Linked DNA regions of Zea mays: region 2 is linked to region 1. The links are chromatin contacts, called in public Hi-C maps. All regions are on one chromosome and are shown on one strand. Each heading gives the region's core, a stretch centred on a gene start, on an enhancer-like site or on the middle of the called end of the contact. The rest is flanking DNA. Distances are from core to core; before and after follow the strand shown. Region 1 overlaps LOC103650547 (protein MODIFIER OF SNC1 1). Region 2 holds the start of LOC100284375 (30S ribosomal protein S6-like).

Region 1 (2,913 bases), core at 267-2,766:
ACGTCACTCAGCCAGCTGGGAAAGCCATCAATGATGGAGAGAATGTGACAAGAACAAAGAGGGCTGAAATGGAAAGATATGTTCCCAAGCCTATGTCCAAAGAGCTGCAACAACATAATCCAAGCCATGATAAGGAAGCAATTGATAAGCCCGGTGCTGCTAAATCACATCCTGCAGCCGAACCCAAGAAAACTAGCAAAGGACATGGGGGCAAATCTAATCCTTCTTGGCGCAAGCGGGATCCAGATCAACCTGCTATGGTGGCACCAAATTCTGTTGACCAAGCAGACAACTCTTATGAATCAAAGGAGGTTCAGAACTGCACCGATATGAATCAGCCTGTTGAACTTGGCAAGGAAGATACACAGTTAAAATCCAATGTAGATGCTGCTGCTGAGAATAGCTCAGCTCCAGCTCAAACTGTTCCACTATCTGCCGGTGGTGCAAAAGAACATAGTGCGGCTAACAGGCAAAGGCGACAGCATTTTAAGGCTCAAAGAAATGAAGCAAGTAGCTACTCAAATGAGAGCAAAGTTAGAGAGGGCAAGAACGACTCTGTCTATCAATCAGCATCACCGGTGATTGATTCGAACTCATCCAATCACAAGAATGTGCCAAGATCAGATGTGAAAAACAGCGGCATAGTTTCACATTCTAGAGCCTGGAAGCCGAAAACCAATTCCCATCCTCAGAACAGCTCAGACGGCAAGATTGCTGTTGAAGGGAAAGTGGATTCCCATGGTGGTAGGCTTGAGCTGAACATGCCCAAAGGATCTGATACAATTACCCATCAAGACACCAGCAGTAAACCGATGAAAAGGAGTGATGGCACCGATGAGGCCTCACACAGCAAACAGGAGAACCTGACACAGGAAGATGGTAACCAGAAGATCGAGACTGGACAGGAGCAGGCTAATCCTGCACCGCGTCGCCAAGGCCAGCCCAATGCAAGGTATCACAGGGGAGGTGGGGCACACAGGGGAAGGGGCGGTTATGACACTGGGAGGCCAAACCATGGCACAAACGCGGAGAGGTGGAAGGGTGGCAGCCATCTTGAATACCAGCCGGTCGGATCCCAAAACAAAGCTGGAGGCGACTTCCAGCTGAGTCAGGGCATGGAAGATCGAACCGAGGGGCCTCCTGCATCTGGACAAGCGTTCGGGGAGCGTGGCCACAGCAGGGGGCTACGCCCAGCAGGCCGCTTTGTCCGGCGAAACACTGCCTCTACGTCTACCACTAATTCTCACCAACATGAATAATCTTCCGCGGCTGCCACATCCGCTGAGCTGCAGGAAAAAACTCGCCTTCGTGGTGGCGTTTCACAACATGTAGGTAAAATGTGCCTTCGTGGTCTGTACAGGGAGCATTCCCAAATCTCAGCCCCCTCCATCGCTAACATGTTTTGGGGTTTGCAGATTTGGATGCACTTGGGTGGGCGGTTGGTGTCCGTCGTCAACGACGAGTCTACGGTGGTGAGCATTAGGATCATGTAACGGTATTAGTCTTTGCCCCAAAGGGCACACCCTGGCCCCTCACGTGTCACGTGTGACTAGATTTTTTCCAGAGGAACATCCACCCTTGTTTGGGATGCAACGTTGGAACGTGTGCTAACAGAGTTGTGTTTGAGAACTGGGTTTAAATGTTGTTAGCCTGTGTTGCTGATGGGAACTGAGAGTGTTGGTTTTTGCCCAACTTTCATGGCATGTCTTTGTTTGATTGTTGGCTCTGTTGTTCATGGCAATCGCTTTGGATCCTCGCGACCAAAGAAAAAAGTAGTAGCTAGACATGTAGCTGACAATTTGCGTAAGCCATGTCAGTGCTACCATTTCATCTTCTAACGTAGCAGTGGTCTACAACATGTAAGTGATGGGTCTTTGGGTGTCGTGGTCTCCGAAAGTAATGGGGGTTCTGCTGCTCCCATTCCAACGCACGTCCTGTGAGGGTGTGTTTGGCTATGGGGGCATCAGGAGTGGCGCGACTGCTTTGTTTCAGTTTTTAAGAACAAAGCGATAACGTTTGGCAAGCAGAATAAAATCACTCTAGTTTTGTTTGGTTGAAGAGTAGAATAAAGTGGAGCTACTCTTTTTTTTATTTGGTTTTTTATTTGGTTGAAGAGCCATACGAGTGTGAAGGGGAAGAGAGCGTACGTGTTCGTGAGAGCACTCGTATCCGATTGTTTTGGTGGAACAGGGCATCTGAAATATTTGCTATATGTAGACATTAAAAGTTGCTTTGCTCCTTTTCTGTTAGAAACTAAACATCCAGAAGTTAAGAATAGAGCCGCTCTATTCTATTCTGCTCTTCAACCAAACATACACTTAAGGTGCCTATGGTGCGAGACAGCTAGGACAGAGACGTCCTCTCTTCTCCCTCTAATTTTGGAGATATCTGGGGACAACATTGGGATAATCCTGTCCCAACCTTAATCCTGAATCAAACAACTTTATTTGAGGGATCGTTCCGTCCTGTCATTGCAACTAAACACACCTTTAAGCGCTTTGACCTTCTATTGGAAGGAGCTATCGACACTTCTATGTATTGACACCCTGCAAAGTTATCAATAGGTAAGAGCATCTTCATTAGTTTCCTAAAAAAATTGATCTCTAAGCTCAGGTTTAACAAGTTGCTAAATATATACTTAGAACATAAATAACCTTAGCCTCCAACCGTTCCAATTGGTGGTTCGTGGATTGTTAAATACTTTTAAAGTGTGCTAACTCGGATTTTCTAGTTATTACTTGCATTTTTAAATTTAGTAAATTTATACGATAAAGTTCAATAATCATTATTTTCTCTTGATTGCTATTTTCATTCGGTATAAATCACGGTAAGTCGTTTTCTCTAAATTTTTGGCTGGATGATTTTCAGACGTATCAAACGATGATGATGAATTTATCCTTTCCGCATATCAAA
Region 2 (2,913 bases), core at 192-2,691, 380 kb after region 1:
TCTCCAATCTATCGTCACCCAAATGATGTCGATTGAGATTTAGTGTGTGTGTGCTCTGCTGCTACTGTGATTAGTTTTACATTGCTTGCTATTGATAGTTAGGGCTAGATATAGAGTCAACTCGGCTCAGCTTGGTCGAGCTTGAGTTGGCCCATTAAGGTAACAAGATTTCTCGACATGGCCCGCTAGAAAATCGATCCAGAGAATCAGCTTGGCTCATTTGTGAGCTTGAGCAGGCTCGTTTAGCTTGCGAGCCAAAAAAAAGATACACATATATACAATAATAAAATATTAGTTAATTCTAGACCAATTTAACGCTAGAAAAGAGTATTAATACTCATAATTTCATATACCACATCAACCCAACACCAAACGCTCGTCAGCTCGCTCGGCTCATGGTTAGCTCGACTCAGATCTGACTCGACTTTGTTTCAATTTTATCATGAGCTGAGCTAGCATCTTAGCTCGGTTTGTTAAGGAGTTAGCTCGAGCCAGCTCGTCATCTCGAACGAGCTAGTATTTGTCAGCAAAACAAAGTCTCCACTTGTGTTGGATAAACTAATAAGTGATGATCTGTGTTAATTTGGTGTTGAATTGATGTTATATATAAAATTGTTAGTACTAATACTCTTTTAGTGTTAAATTGGTCTAAAATTAATTAACAATTGATTATATTGTTGTATATATACATATATTGTTTTTGTTGTTGTGACTCACGAACTAAACGAGTTGAGTCGAGTCGAGCTGATTCTCTGGCTTGATTCCTTAACGAGTCGAGCTAGCTTGATATCCAGCACTACTTATTAGTTTATCCAATATAAGTGCATGTGTTATTTTGCTAACAGATGGTTGCTCATTCGAGCTATTGAGCTAGCTCGAGCTCGGTTTAAGCTGGCTCGCTAACAAATCAAGATGATATGTTAGCTTAGCTTATGATAAAATTGAAATAGAGTCGAGCGAGCTTACAAATCATAAGTATTTTGTCTAGCTCTACTGACGACTTATTTAAAGCCTAATAAAACACATCAAACTGCGTTCTTCTGTTTATGCGCGAGCCGAGTTTGCTTAGCTTTAGTTATCACTTTTTAAACTTTATTGTTGTGATATTCGCATTATAAAATATAATTTGTTTTATATTAATATTATGTATTGGTTGTTAACATAACATTATAAGGCATTAAGATCGATAATAATATATATATTATTCATTTTAATATAATCTTCGTACTCTAATACGAACATTACGCCCGTCCGCCACAACATGAAATTTATTATACTAGAAAAAGCTCGACAGAGAAGGTCAAAACGAAGAGGATGACGAGAGGAGTACAGGTCGGGCCTTCAGCTAGGATCAAAAAACGATGGACGCACACTTGAAGGCCCAAATTTCATCTCATTTAGATGAAGGCCCAAATATCACCTTATCCTTCTCCTCGCCCGCATTTCATTTCGTTCGGCGTCCCCACACGGCCACACCGGAAAAAAGACCCCGGCAAGAACCTCGCTCTCCGGCGTCTCCGGCCAATACCCATGGAGGCCACCGCAGTGCCGAGGGCTCTGTTCCTATTCGGGACATCGCCGGCGCCGTATCGTATGCGTATGAACTGCTTGCGCGTAGCTATTGGAGGAGATGTGAGGCGGCAGGGGGCCGTGGCAGTGTGGGCGAAGAAGAAGAGGGGGAGGGGGCGGGATAGCGAGACGGAGGAACGGGTGGACACGCACAGCTTCACCCCCAAGCCGGGCGAGGCTGCCGGGCTGTTCCCCGAGGCCGTCCTGCTTAGAAAGGTTCGGTCCTTTTTTTGTAACTTTGTTCATCCATTCCCTGATAGGCTGCCTCTAGGTGCTTCTATCTAGTGTTCAAGCCTGGGAGATGAGAATAAGGACATAGTTGCTTCCGTGTTTCTGCTTGTAGATGCTTCCCTGAGTGCAATGGTTTTAGACTTTTAGTAAATGACTCGGCAGCAGCCATTACCTGAATGCAATATGTGTAAGCAGGCCTTCTTATTGCGAATGGTGGATATGAGATTTTTTTAGGAATATTCTAGTGTTATATGCTTGTATAGTTGCGTCTGTGTGTAAACCTCTACAGTGCTTTAGTTTTCTTGTATAGTAACCATTGCCAATCAATACCATCTTCTATTCATGACAACAGGGACATTTTCCTATAGAACTGAAATTTATGGAACGAGCACTTAGTAGTTTCCCACTAGAGGGAACAGGAAATAGAAAATAAAATGGTGAAATCTTCCCAAGGCAAATGAAAATTATGGATTTGGTCAGTTGTGGTAGAAACAGGAGATTCTTTTAAGCTTTATATAGGGAAGCTTGAAAGCTATTGCAATAGGCTTAATAACTACATGCTTTTTATTCTTGTTGTTTTGTAGAAAATGGTGAGAGAGGATGGTCAAGTGTCACCAGAATTTGCTGATGCAGACGAAGGTTCGCTTTTCTGCTATAAAGTTTTTTAGATGTCCATTTTGGTACCGTAAAGATCCTTTTTATGGTTCATGTGAATATTATTATCATTCTAATCCTTTTTTGCAGAAAAGCTGTATGATTTTCTTAATATTGAGCTAGAAAGTGATTTAAATCTGAAAAGAAGTAAGAGCTCTTTTCTTTCCTCTTATGTCCAGCTATTGTTTTCTATTTTGGCATCGCTTGCTGTTCATTTGTGCTGGCTTTCTAAGTTCAGTTTGAACTTCATCCTTTTACAGTGCGGCACTATGAAGTAGTTTATCTAATTCATGAGGACCGTGTTGAAGAAGTTGAAAATGTTGTATCAAAAGTACAAGGTATGTCTATCAACACTCAGACATCACTTGTGTGGTGGTGACTTTTTTTAGCACGCTGTAGTTCTCTCTCTCTCTCTCTCTCTCTCTCTCTAATATACTAACTAAATGAGTTAATCTTAAC

The links. A called contact is a pair of places that touch in the nucleus more often than the background predicts.
Region 2: a Hi-C map of root tip shows a contact between it and region 1, with 3 times the contacts expected there. The contact joins the promoter of LOC100284375 here to the enhancer-like site in region 1. A contact is called at or near these places in 5 of 25 Hi-C or Micro-C datasets (ear, endosperm, leaf and 2 more).

The regions. Positions count from the first base shown.
Region 1 is chr3:129,756,200-129,759,112 of Zm-B73-REFERENCE-NAM-5.0, forward strand. It overlaps LOC103650547 (protein MODIFIER OF SNC1 1), which reads left to right. Exons shown (of 9, transcript XM_008676125.4): 8 at 1-1,328; 9 at 1,416-1,721. The coding sequence ends at 1,259. Among protein-coding and RNA genes, the nearest start is that of LOC103650547, 14 kb to the left of the region's middle. Within about 2 kb of position 1,517, at least 2 of the 20 cell types and tissues checked have an H3K27ac peak or open chromatin away from gene starts, as enhancers often do. A contact at or near this core is called in root tip, where this site is marked.
Region 2 is chr3:130,136,592-130,139,504 of Zm-B73-REFERENCE-NAM-5.0, forward strand. LOC100284375 (30S ribosomal protein S6-like) reads left to right here and starts at 1,442. Exons shown (of 5, transcript NM_001157270.2): 1 at 1,442-1,785; 2 at 2,385-2,439; 3 at 2,545-2,601; 4 at 2,715-2,792. The coding sequence starts at 1,531.